4 separate regions of the Mus musculus genome follow, and regions 1, 3 and 4 are each linked to region 2. A link is a contact called in public HiChIP or PLAC-seq data. All regions are on one chromosome and are shown on one strand. Each heading gives the region's core, a stretch centred on a gene start, on an enhancer-like site or on the middle of the called end of the contact. The rest is flanking DNA. Distances are from core to core; before and after follow the strand shown. Region 1 has its middle 180 kb from the start of Gm46962. Region 2 has its middle 8.7 kb from the start of Gm46961. Region 3 has its middle 250 kb from the start of Gm46962. Region 4 has its middle 120 kb from the start of Gm46962.

What was found. HiChIP or PLAC-seq counts read pairs in DNA pulled down with a chosen protein or histone mark.
Region 1: a contact with region 2 is called in an H3K27ac HiChIP or PLAC-seq map of large pre-B cells, with 5 times the contacts expected there. The contact joins two enhancer-like sites. A contact is called at or near these places in 1 of 15 datasets of contacts at CTCF or cohesin (large pre-B cells), 1 of 115 datasets of contacts at active chromatin or transcription factors (large pre-B cells) and 1 of 9 other capture datasets (embryonic stem cells).
Region 3: a CTCF HiChIP or PLAC-seq map of large pre-B cells shows a contact between it and region 2, with 11 times the contacts expected there. The contact joins two enhancer-like sites. A contact is called at or near these places in 2 of 15 datasets of contacts at CTCF or cohesin (large pre-B cells and pro-B cells) and 1 of 115 datasets of contacts at active chromatin or transcription factors (large pre-B cells).
Region 4: an H3K27ac HiChIP or PLAC-seq map of embryonic stem cells shows a contact between it and region 2, with 10 times the contacts expected there. The contact joins two enhancer-like sites. A contact is called at or near these places in 2 of 15 datasets of contacts at CTCF or cohesin (large pre-B cells and pro-B cells) and 2 of 115 datasets of contacts at active chromatin or transcription factors (embryonic stem cells and large pre-B cells).

Annotation. Positions count from the first base shown.
Region 1 is chr6:70,039,367-70,042,781 of GRCm38.p6, reverse strand. It overlaps Igk. Among named protein-coding and RNA genes, the nearest start is that of Gm46962, 180 kb to the left of the region's middle. Within about 2 kb of position 1,646, at least 14 of the 459 cell types and tissues checked have an H3K27ac peak or open chromatin away from gene starts, as enhancers often do.
Region 2 is chr6:70,708,584-70,711,694 of GRCm38.p6, reverse strand. It overlaps Igk. Among named protein-coding and RNA genes, the nearest start is that of Gm46961, 8.7 kb to the left of the region's middle. Within about 2 kb of position 1,809, at least 57 of the 459 cell types and tissues checked have an H3K27ac peak or open chromatin away from gene starts, as enhancers often do. A contact at or near this core is called in pro-B cells, where this site is marked.
Region 3 is chr6:69,968,378-69,971,746 of GRCm38.p6, reverse strand. It overlaps Igk. Among named protein-coding and RNA genes, the nearest start is that of Gm46962, 250 kb to the left of the region's middle. Within about 2 kb of position 1,291, at least 5 of the 459 cell types and tissues checked have an H3K27ac peak or open chromatin away from gene starts, as enhancers often do.
Region 4 is chr6:70,101,970-70,105,337 of GRCm38.p6, reverse strand. It overlaps Igk. Among named protein-coding and RNA genes, the nearest start is that of Gm46962, 120 kb to the left of the region's middle. Within about 2 kb of position 1,342, at least 23 of the 459 cell types and tissues checked have an H3K27ac peak or open chromatin away from gene starts, as enhancers often do. A contact at or near this core is called in pro-B cells, where this site is marked.

The DNA.
Region 1 (3,415 bases), core at 397-2,896, 670 kb after region 2:
GCTCTCATACAGAAATATACACATGCATACACATTCTCACCTAGAAACATAAAAATTACACACATAGGATTGGTGTATTTAGAATCCACAAAGGAGAGAAAGTGTGATATTTTTTGCTCTTGTTTCTGGGGCCACATCTCCTTGTGAAGTCTCCATATCTGATTTCCAACTCTAGAGACTGAGAAACCTCCCTCCATCCTAATGGTAGATTTAATTTTGTGTCAAAAGATGTTACCTTTCAGTCCTTACATCTCATATGAATTAAAGAGCTTAATGTTTTCAGAGGGAAACATTGTGTGGTCTTGTGTAACCAATACACTAACCAATTGTGTTCATATCCTGATTAAGAACGTGATTATGGACTTATTTAAAGCAGATATTCTTGGCAGTGATTCTGGGAAATACAATCAGGAGGAAATGTGAAGATATAACGTGGACCAGAGATTGTAGGAAATACCATCCAGAGATTGCCCCAATTGGGCATCCATCCTATATACAGTCATGAAACCCAGACACTATTGTAGATGGCAACAAGTGCTTGCTGACAGGAGCCTGATATAGCTGTCTCCTGAGAGGGTCTGCCAGTACCTGACAAATACAGAGGTGGACACTCATAGCCAACCATTGGACTGAGCACAGGGTCCCCAATGGTGGAGCTACAGAAAAGACTGAAGGAGCTGAAGAAGTTTGCAGCCCCATAGGAGGAACAATAATATGAGACAACCATTAAGATGTAGCAACCATATCATGGTCTCTGCTTGTGCAGAAAATTCATGCAAGCTCGTGATAAAATCCCTGAAGGGACCAGGAGTAGTTGGGTCTTTTCTGACTATAACAAAGAATATAGGGCATAGTTGGAGGGATCTACATCCCTCCTGACAGCTTCTACTGAAAAGTGGCAGAATACTTGGCTTCTATCTTTGACACCAAGAAAGGCAAAGTCAACTTCTGCTCCTAATTAAATTTATATTAAAGCCTTTTACTTGAACCAACTGCCCTCTTTGATGTAATCATGATACATTCTTTTTTTTCCTCTATGCTAATAAATAAACAAGTTTGTTTTCTTTTAGCGACAAATGTTGCAATGACAAGTATGATATTCTGAGATTTAAAAAAGCAGTTGGGAACCAGAGAGACAGCTCAGTGTTTAAGACCCCTTTCTGTTCTTGCAGAAGATATGAATTCAGTTCCCTGGATTTATATGCCAGTTCATGACCATCTGTAACTCCACTTCTTTTGTTTTTTAATTTATTTTTTATTAGATATTTTCTTCATTCACATTTCAAACATTATCCCGAAAGTCCCCTATACCCTCCCCCCACCCCCACCCGCTCCCCAACCCACTCACTCCTGCTTCCTGGAACTGGCATTCTCCTGTACTGGGGCATATAATCTTCCCAAGATGTAACTCCACTTCTAAGGTAACCAATTCCCCTTTCTGAAATCCAACAGCAATAGGTACAAATGTAGTGCACAGACATACATGTAGGCCAAACACACATATCCCTAAAGTGAAAATAAAGACATTTTTAAAAACCTTAACTCTGAGAGATAATGGTGCTTCTGGAGCTCACATCCTTTACAGTAGAGCAATGACAGCTCACGTTCCCCACAGAAGCTCAGAATAACAGGACATGATGGTTCCCTGGGGCCAGCCACAACATCACTTGGCATACACTTGAAACACTCTAGGGAAATCTTTGCTAATCCTAACGGCCACAGGATGACTCAAGTGCAGGTGTTCTTTGATCACCAAGTCAAGCTTTGCTGAGTTTATTTGCATATTAAGACATCAACTACACTTTAGATTGCTTAGTCCATCTTTAAAGGCAGCTTGCCAATATCCAAGAGCCAGCCACTAGTACAGCTCTCAGAGAGGGTCTGCTCTCCTGTTGTGGGTACTGCTGGTCTGGGTTCCAGGTGAGAGTGTGTAGTGTTGGGAGCATCCATTGTGTTCCTTGCTGTTTTCCATGCCTCAGTGTCCTGATCATTGAAATTATAACAGTCAATTGGTTTTAAGATTCTTATTTATGTTACAGCTTCTCAGAATGTAGCTCATGACTACTGTTTTATACACCACATAGAGTGACTCTATACTAGAATGCTTTTTGTATATCGGTGACAGCAATGTGTGCTTATCATTGCAGGATCAACTGGTGACATTGCATTGACCCAGTCTCTGGCTTCTTTGTGTCGATAGGGCAGAGGACCACCATCTCTTTCATGGCCAGTCCAAGTGTCAGTTCAACTAGTGACAGTTATATATATACACTGGTATCAACAGAAACCAAACTCTCCATCTATTTAGCATCCAACCTCCCATCTGGGGTCCCTACCGGGTTCAATGGCAGTGGGCCTGTGACAGATCTCACTCTCACTGTCCATCCTGTGGAGGCTGATGATGATGCAACCTATACTGTTATCAGAGATGGGATTTTCCTCCCTTAGTGTTCTAGAGCTAACCAAAAACCTCCTGTGGTAGTTACTCACTTAAACTAAATTTCTGAGCAGTGTCTTTTCCCACACATATCAACCCTGTGATTTTAGAAATCTTGTTTGCAAGAGTGAAGCTGTGAAACAGATTTCTGAAACTGATATGATTGCCCCACTATATATGCTTTATACACTTTCAATTTATTTCCTTCCTAAATATCTCAGTCTCAAGCATTTGTGTATGTGTTCAATATAGGGAGTAGATAATAATTTTAAACTTACAGGAAACTTTACTTAATCACTCAAATGTAATCAGAGCCTTGAATGTTGAACGTTGTTTTTGTCCTGTAGATACAAATTAAAATTTTTACCATAATGTCACATTTCCATTTTTATTTTCTTGAAATTTCAAAAGTTCTTCAGTGGACCACACAGGCCAGCCTCCTGCAGCTGACTTACTTGATCTGTATCTCTGTGTCCATTATAGATGCTCGTCCGTGGCCTTTGGCCTATTAGCTGTTCTTTTTCTCTTGTTTACATTCAGGTTTTACTGTCTTCTCTTGTAAATAAATGATATAATCTCTCTGGATATCACTATCTAGTGCCCCATGATTCTGAACTTAAAACACACCCGCCCCTTCTTTCATAGTGCAGGATTACATGACACCACGCCCAGCTCCTTTTATTTTTCTATTGGTTCTATCATTGCAGGCACATTAACTCTAGAGGCCCAAGAGTACACAGCCGTGATCATGTGAGGCTTGTTTCGCAGACACTGTCCATTTCTTTATGAGCCTCTTTATGAAGATACTTCTGTATCCTCCCCAGATGGAGTGGGAAAGCTCAAGAGAATGATACTCAGCAACTTTTTTCAGATACACATCTCTAAGTTTTCCAACTTTACAGTCCTGACTCAGGATATTGAAATTGTATTGTTCAATACAACAATTGATATTGTATTGAAATTGATATTATTCCCTAT
Region 2 (3,111 bases), core at 560-3,059:
GTTGATCATGCTTTGTTAAATAACCCCTAACCCGAGTTTATGTAAGTTACCTCAGCTAACGGGTTATCAAAAAGTGTGTGGGGTTGTGGGAAGGTGGCTTAGCGGCCAAGAACACTTGACGCTCCTGCAGAGGGCCTGAATTTGATTCCCAGCACCCACAGCAGGCAATTCACAACTGTTTGTAACTCCAGGTCCAGGCGATTGGACACATTCTCATGGTCCATAACAGACACACACACATACACATAAATAAAAATAAACCTTAAAAACGGACACAAAGTTAGCAGGGATGTAGTTAGAATGTGAGGGAGATAAGAGAAGGTAATCAGCCTTGAATATGATTAAAATATCTCATACACACATGTCAAAGAGATGTGTGTGGTGGTTGCCAAGGGTGGTTGGATGGTGGGATAAGTAAAACAGTCATATTAGGAGGCCCATTACTCATGGGATCACTGAGGCAGGAGCTATGCATTCTTAACCTATTGTTAAATCACTGTGAATGACAACTTTATTGTAGATGTGTTTCTTAATGTCAATTTTCCTGATAGCTTGGATGATTTGAATGGTAAATTAAGACTGCTTCATCCTATGGAGCTATGTATGGCCTTGAATGAAGGAATATCAGTCAAGAAGGCAGTCTGAAGGTGTGTGACTTCATTCTGAGTGTCTGAGGGACTGCTGTGATTGGGACAGGTGCAGCCCTTCATGCTTGGTGAGAATACTGTTCTTCATTGGTGTGATGTACTGCCACGTGCACACACACTGGACACACTCCCACTCTGGCTATATAAGTGCTCTGCTTGGTTCACTCTGCAAGTTAACCTGGAGATACCAGCTAGATGTTGCTCTCTGGTGTTGAAGCTGAAGCATTAAGTTGCAATAAAAGGCCCGGTCTTGCCTATTTTTGCGTTTTATCATTAGTAGAGTGAGTTGAGCTGGTAACATGAGGAAAGGAAGGAAGCAGGGACAATGAAGGCAATGTCAGTGGTGAAGGAAGTGTCCTTGGTGACATCGGCAGTGACATCAAAAGGCTGTGGTAGAGATGAGGAGGAGCAGAGGCAATAGAGACAGCTGCTGAAGACAAGAAACTTCTGGCCCTGGTACTGGGAGATTTCTAAGGAACTGTCAAAGGGCCAAGGTGTCAGACACCCCAGGCTACCAGCTCAACTCACTCTACTATATATGTGTGTATATATAGTACACACACACACACACACACACACACACACACACACACACACACACACTGTGCATGCATGTGAACACAGTGCTTGAGGAGGCCAGAAGAGATGTTCAGATCCTTGGAGATGAAATTACAGGCTGTTATATGTAACTGCATGTGAGCTGCCTGATATGGGTGCTAGGAACTGAACTTACATCCTCTGAAAAAGCAGGGCACATCTTAACCACTGAGCCACCTCTCCCTAGTCATCCTGTTGGATTTCAAAACCTGGAACAGTAGGCCTCTAGCTCTCAGGGCTTGGAGCTGTAAACTTCTGGGACTCCCTCCAAACCCAGGCTTTTGGAACTCCAAGGCCTGGGACTAGAGACCAAAGAGAGCTTTACTCCCTATCTTGGCAGGTCAGAACCACGGCAAGCCGTTTGATACCAGTAAAAGGTGGAAAATGTTAACTTGTAAAATTGAAGTTATTTATACAATTTGTTTGTGTCTCTGAATTGTAGAAACATTGTTTAGATATCAAAAATGAAAGCAATGAAAAGGAATCGATCTCACAGAGCCAATGAACAGCTCATTATCTGAGCATGGCAGGGGGCAGAAGCTGTGTCAACAGAGAAGCTGTGTCAGCAGATGGCAGTGCTGTATAAGCAGTGAGCCTACGGAGGCCCGATCATGGGTCACTGAGCTGGCCTGCAAACAAAGCCAGTGATCTGAATCTTGTCAGGTCTCCACCTCTATAATGGGATCAGACTGTTGTTTAAAAAAAAAATCTTTCCTCTCCAACTTTTTCGTGTGTGTGTGTGTGCACGGGAGATACACACACACACACACCAAACCCTCCCTCCCCTTGAGTAAGTATCTATGTAGATATATAGGTACATTACATGCTCCCTTCCTATCTGAACGTCTTTTTCTTCTCAGACTATTTCTAGTACATATGAATGGGTGTGGCACAGGAAACAGTGACAAGGAAATGATCTCACAGTGCCTCCAGTTTATCACCAGAGCAAGTCAGGGTGCTAATGCTGTATCAGCAGATGGCAGTGTTGTATAAGCGGCAAGTCTACAGAGGCCCAGTCATGGGTCACAGAACTGTCCTGCAAACAAAAGCAGAGATCTCAATTTGGCCAGGTCTCCACCCCCATAATGGGACCAGACTGTTGTTTTTAGAAGATCTGTCTTTCTCCTCTTCCCCTATCTCTCTGTCACACATTTATGAGCATTACCCCCTCCCCCACCCCACATATACACACGGTTTCCAACTATCAGAACATTGTGTTTTTTTTGACTTTTCAGACTTTATTTCTATTTTGTATGGATAGTTTCAGCACAGAGAAACAGCAGTAAAAGCCACAGTCAACAGGGCCAGTTATCAGGCTTTTACTTATATTGAAGATAAATAATCTTTAACAAATCAACAATAGGTGATGCTTCATTGATGATAAATTGCCTCATTAATGCAGCTGTATTGAATATAGGTTATCTGAAATAGATATTTTTTTTTGTTTTTTGTTTCTGTTTTTGTAGTTTTCTATGCTCCAAAGAAGGTTTATATAACAACAACAACAACAACAACATCATCATCATCATCATCAACAACAACAACAGCAACAACTACTACTACTCCAAAAACATATGCTAGAACTTTTCAAGAAAATGACCTTGAACTTTCCCACAGAGGAGGGGATGGTGGGTCTCTCCCAATTGTTTTACGATCTTTGATTATTGATCTTTTCCAGTTGAACACATCTTCTGGAGTCAGGGTTACTTCTCTTTTCACAGAACATCATGGGCTTCATCTACAGCATGGTTCTACCTCTTTAAAAGCAGGACACACTCCTCCAAACTTAAGCTCTTCAGGAGCTATAGATACAGTTGTTTTCTCTTTGCTCCTTCATAACATGATTTTTGGCATGTTTTACCTTTAA
Region 3 (3,369 bases), core at 42-2,541, 740 kb after region 2:
GATAGTCCATCCTTTTGTCTCAGCTCCAAACTTTGGTAAGACTTCTTTTTTATTTGTAATGGGGTAACTAACACTTTGATATTCAGACATTTATATGTCAATGTTTAGGCCCATGGACTTTTTAAAGTTGACATTTGACCTGTCTGGAAGAAAAATGTCTTACTAAGATCTCAAATGTTTGCATCTCTTTTTTTTATTAATTCTAATTAGCACTATATAGTGTTATATAGTGTGAGGCTCTATAAAATATTCAGATGATAAAAATATTCATCAATTTAGCCTATAGTTTGAGAAATGCCAGGGGAAACAACACAAGCATAAACTAAGACAAAGGATCTGATGAGGTGTATTTTCCAGATGAGTCTAAGTATAAAATGAACTGAATTATATATTATACATCACATTATACATCACTGCTTAATCCTATAAAGCAAACACAGATCTCTGTCAACTACAAACACTGCATCCAGTGGCCAGGAGAAGGAGCCATAATATAGACAGATAAGGGCAGAGTGGTCTGCTCTGACAGTCTCAGTACTTAAAATAATATGAAGTCAGAATCATTTGCACAAGTATTTCTTTTGTCTCGTGTCTGTGTCTCTGCCTCTTAAAATGTGCTTCCCTGTGCTGTGGCATGCTCAGCATACCCAAGGTGAAATAAAATAGGAAGGTGCTACCTTTATCTACTATCACTGGAGTACTCATCTAGATTTCAGATCAGGTGATTGGACAAAGCAAAAAAAAGCAGATGGTGGTAAAAGAATACCCACTTTTCATTCTATATAAGGAAATACTGAGTCATGGGGAATTATTGTTGTTTAGACCTGAAAATTTAAACAGATAATGTATTTTCCCTTTTTTCTACTAATATTTCATGAATTGTTTTAGCCTCAATGGGTGACATTGTGATGACTCAGTCTCCAGCACACCTGCTATAAGTATCTGGAAAAGTGTGACTAACAACTGAAGAGATAGGCTGGGCATTAGAACAAGCTGATATGGGTACCAGAAAACAAAACAAAACAAAACAAAACAAAAAACAATAACAAACAAACAAAAAGAGGCTTCAAGTGTCCACATCGAGTATGTCTTCCTGAGCATCTCTGGGTCCCTTCTTGTTTCAGTGGCAGTGGATCAGAGATAGACTTCAACTTTGTCATCAGCAGCCTACAGCCTGAAGATGCTTCAGTTTGCTACTGACAACAAGGAAACAGCTTACCTCCCACAGCTGTATCTGATGGATATACATCAGAGCATAAACCACCAAATAAAGCAGAACTGTGAGGTTGAGTTGCTCCAGATGTTCCTTGTGGTATCCCCAACTGACTGAGAATTTTTCTCAGATTGAGGCCGTATTAGAAGCCTTCAGTTCATAAACATATTTGGGGCAATGAAACCTGAGAAGCTCTCCTCCAGCAGAAATCTCTTTACCTCAGCACTAGAATTACAGACTTGGCAATAGCTCTCTTGGTTTCATTGACAGTCACCCTCTCTGTGTAAAACAACTCAGAAACAAAGCGAGCCTGACCTGGATATGAAAAGAGCTTGTGAAACCACTTGAAAGGCTCTTTATGCAACGTCATTTGATCAAGTAGTCTATAAGGAAAATGGACACATTTCTGAATAGTGAGTGGTAAAAGTCAGAATGTTGCAATCCACAGGGACAAGCTCCAATAAGAAAAAATACTACATCAAATTCATCTAGGTCTAGGAATAGTGTAAAGTTTCAACTGAAGAACAAATGTCTCCTAGTACGAGAATCTGAATCAAATACTGTACATAAGATGACAGATACGGCTAGTTAGTAATTGAAAAAAAATGAATGGTTTTATTTTGCACATTGAGGGTCAGTTAGAGATGTGTGTATTTGAATGGTGTTAGTAGAGAGGGTTGAATAGGGGTGAAATAAAGTAAATGAAGTTATCGAAGAACTAATAAAATATTATAATTAAACCTGAAAAAAATCCTGAAAATAAATGGTCCAGGATTTTATAATTAACATTTTAAAAATATATACCTTTTATAAAAAGATGTATGTATGAGATTTATGTTATGTGTGTGTGTGTGTGTGTGTGTGTGTGTGTGTGTGTGTGAAAATGCCTGCACATATACTTTATAGGATAGCTTCTGTATATGAACGCAAACTTTATTTTCGTTTGATTTTGGATAACCTCATTTTTTACTATAGTTTCCACATCTATCCATTTTCCTGGAAATTCTATGATTTTACTTTTTGTTACAGTTGAATAAATTCCTGTGGTGAGTATATACTCTATTTTCTGTATTCACTCTTGGACATCTATGCTAGTTATACATCTTAACTCTCATGAATAGGCTAGCAATAAGCATAGATGTGCACATATCTCAGTGATATCAATAGAGTTCTTTTAGTACATGCCCAAGAATGCTGTGACTGTGTACATATGGGAGGACAGGGAAGCAGATATCTTAACTGCACACAGATCTTCATCTTTTTCTCCTCTCTTTAAAATCCAGTCTCTCAGTCTCATCCCCATCTCTGTTGCTGAGACCTTTCCTCCTTCTCTGCCTCCATTTCCAGAGGTTCACAAAAATATTATAACTACCCTATCCTATTCATCCTGATATACCAGCCCCCACTACCAGCAGTTGTTTCATGGGAATCTTCCAGCAAAACCTTCCACTGAAGCAATTAGGCCAGTGAGGCAGACATGCTAACTGCCCGATCTTCACTCTTCCTCCTCTTCAAAATAAAAATCTCCCAGTCTTATACCTTTTCTGCAGCTACTATCTGTTTTGGCTCTTCCTCACTCTCTGCCCCATTCCCAGGCCTCTAAACAAATTCTGGTGAAACACTCTTCATTCCTCCTGTCCTTGAACATCTTTATCCCCATCCCCAAGTGTCATCTCCAAATACCTTGAAGACATTTTTGTCTTCAAGGCCCAGTGGCCATATTAATCAAAATTTCGAAATAATTTCACACCAGGAAACACAGCTACCACACTCTATTTAGAACCAGAAAGGAAAACTGAAACCAAGGACTAAAGCATACACTCAAAACATAAGATCAGATATCAGCACATAGATTTACAATTTTCCCAATCCCAGATATCTAGGCATTACTGTAAAAACACAAACATTAACAGCATGGACTACATGTCTTCACTAGATCTCAGCAATCCTAGCACACAAACTCCTTAGCATTGCAACATTGCAGAAGCACAAAACAAAAACCCTAAAACAAAAATGAAACAGAAATACTGGTGTTGAAGTAAATCTCTCCAACCCAGATACACCCCAGCAATGAAAACACAACACAATTAATATGATTACATGCTGTGCGCCTAGATTAGGCAGGTCTACCGCTACACTATTATCTTCTACAGCTT
Region 4 (3,368 bases), core at 93-2,592, 610 kb after region 2:
TACACAATTATCATGGCACGTTTGTGGAGTTTAGAGGACAACCTGGACTTGATTTTCCTCTTGTGCCATATAGATAATTGAGATCAAACTCAGGTCCAATGTCAGTGCTATGTTGTAAGAGTTTATGCACTCTGAGAAATTTTGCTGTTTCTTAAGTTTCTTTACTAATATATAGTAATTGTATACAAATGTCGTAAAAGAGCTTGTGTCTCTAGTTGCATATGTACTGGTTAGTTCATGTTGTTGTTCCTCCTATAGGGCTGCAGACCCTTTTAGCTCCTTGGGTACTTTCTCTAGCTTCTCCATTAGGGGCCCTGTGTTCCATCCAATAGCTGACTGTGAGCATCCACTTCTGTGTTTGCCAGGCACTGGCATAGCCTCATATGAGACAGCTATACCAGGGTCCCTACATTCAAATACAGTTCTTAGTCCCTGTGGTCAAATTTGTAACTAAGGCCCCCATAAAGAGAAGAATTTCAAAGGTGAGTCACAGCTACTTTATTCCTGTGGAATTTGGAGCTGCGTGAGAAACTACCTCAGTCTCTGGGTATTTAGCAATAAGTGGAGTTTACAGAACATAGTGCAAGCAGGTAATCATTTCATAACAGTCTTACAATTCTGAGAAGGGGGCAAGGGCTAGGGGCTTATGTTCTACAAAGGTAGAATTGGTGTCTAGCACAAAATGGAGTTTTTCATACCCATCACATAAGATGGGGCAAGAATAGTGCATTTGTGTGACAAAGAACACACATATACACACACACACATGCACACACACACACACACACACACACACACATGCTGCAGACCCTCTGGGTCCCTTTGTCTGCATGGAACGGGTCTCTGGGGCAGATGGACAAGGAGTCGGTGAGTGACAGACAGATCAATACGCGAGATTGTGTAGGATCTGAATGTATTGTCACAAAGTGAACAACAGTCTTATACAGTACAGAAAATACAAGGGATCAGAAGTCACAGCAGGCAAGGTACATTGAAGTTGCCTGACACAAAACAAAGGAATGACTTCAAAAGGATTTACAGGAACCAGGTAAATGTTTACAGTAAAGATAAAGCAGTCTTACCTAGGGTCAGCTTAGGCCTTGCTAAATTCTTATATGAGTATAACTTTTAAGTATCTGGAGAATCTCCATTTGTCAGAAGAATTTACCAACTTGCTTCTAATATGCAATGCAGCCTGTACTGAAGATTTCTAATTCAGTGGGATTCCCTGGCTTTTTCATAGTATTCCCTTGTTTGGGTGCGATTTGCTACTGTCCTTAATAGACCAGCTCTGAGCTATTGACTCCGTCTTTTGTAATGCTTAATTAGTAACTGAATAGGTAAACTTCCTTACTGCATTCTTACAGGATTCTAAGTTCGGCTTCTGGGACCATGGAACACTGGGGAGACTTAACTATAACAGAATTTTTCCATACACCAGACTAACTCGGGAATATGGTATGAGTATGTGGGTAAATGAGAACACCAAAGCTCCAGGAGGTGAGTTTCCTTGAAACTCTTTTCCTAGTTGAGTGCTTTACAGACTTTTTCAGCCTGTCAAGCAGACTTGACCGGAGAGAGAGCAACACACACACACACACACACACACACACACACAGAGAGAGAGAGAGAGAGAGAGAGAGAGAGAGAGAGAGAGAGAGAGAGAGAGAGAGAGAAAGAGAGAGAGAGAGAGAGAGGAAGAGAGAGAGGGAGGGAGGGAGAGAGAGAGAGAGAGCAAACAAAAAGCAAAAGTAAAGTTACAAGAGTCACAAGGAATACCTGGTAATTGTTAACTCTCAAGACAGTTTCTAAGAGCCCCTAACAATAGCACATTTGCATTGCAGGTTCCGGTAATGGTCAGGGTGACTTTCTTTGAATTAACACTCTTTGAACACAGGAAGTGGGTGGGTGGAGGAATGTGGCTATCTGTTTTATGATTAGCATACCTTGGAGCACTGAGTTTACTACTCTTTCAACAGCAGGCATGAGCTGCAGTATGAGAACTCATAAATGAAAGGGAAACTTAAAACCAATTAAATGCCAAAATTTCAATGATTAGGAGACCAATGTATGAAAAACAGCAGTGACCACAGAGGATGTTTCCAACACCATCACCCCTCACCTGGAACCCAGAGCAGCAGTACCCACAGCAGAAGAGCTGACCCCATCTCTGAGAGCTGGACTTGAGGATGCTTCTCAGGCAGTGGCCATCTGCTTTAAAAGATGTCCTATGGAATTTGCACTGTGGCTAATTTCTTAATATGCAAATCAGCTCAGGAAGCTGGGTTATTGTTCATAGGGACACCTGCTCTTGAGTTACCCTTATAGTAGTTAGTATTAGCAAAGAATTCCCTAGAGTATTTTGAGACAGACTACATATTAGCTGGGCTTCTTTGTTGCGCGCGCTCAACAGGCCAGGAAGAACGACGCTGCTACAGGATCCTTCTGCACACGTTTATTCAGTCCTGATTCTTCTTGTTTATAACTCCCTTGTTTATATCTCCCTTGTTTATATATCTCCCTTGTTTTTATATCTCCCCCGAACCCTGGGCCTCTCACTCCTTTTATACTCTCTCTCATCCACGCACCGCAGGCCACGCCACCTCACCAGGCACGCAGCTTCAGCTAATCAGGGCAGCAGGGGCAAATCTCCACCAAATTGGATTCACCTGTATCCTGGTACACCTGCGCAGCACTCAAGATGTTTGTGTCTTATATGAGGAAGTCAGGTGCAAGTCATATGACTTAGCTGCAGTCCCTGGCACCTTTGGGACTGCCGCCACACCCGCTCCCCACACTTCTTGGCTCTTTCATAAGTATTTCCCTTCTTTATGGCACCTGAACTGGTGATATTGACAAGGGGTGAACATTGTATACAATGTAAGTGAAAGTCAGATGTTTCTGCTTCCAGAAATTTGACAGGAAGAAAGATATACTCTGGTATCCTAAAATAGTATCATAATTCAAGGGACTGAGAGAACCTCAGTACAGCATTCTCAAGACATGACTGCTCTACATTACAGCTTGACTGTCTCCAGAATGCTCATGGAGCAGAACTTCCAAACTGAGAGAGTGTTGTGGTCATTATGTTCTTCTCTTCTAGTGATGGAAAATGAGATGAGTACAAAGGGCTTCACCCTTTCAAAGGAATTTAGAGCAAGAGATGCTTAAATTCTTACACAACTGAATGCTGACAACACACATGTTATTTGATTTTGGTGAGTTAATTTCAATTTTGCTTTTCTAGTTCTTTCTAATGTGGTGTTCTAATACACCCCTACTAGTATATTCTTAGATCTAGCTTCCAAGTATTCCAGAAGGTGAGTGAGGACTCTGTGTCTCTCTGTGTCTCATTTTTCTCTGTGTGT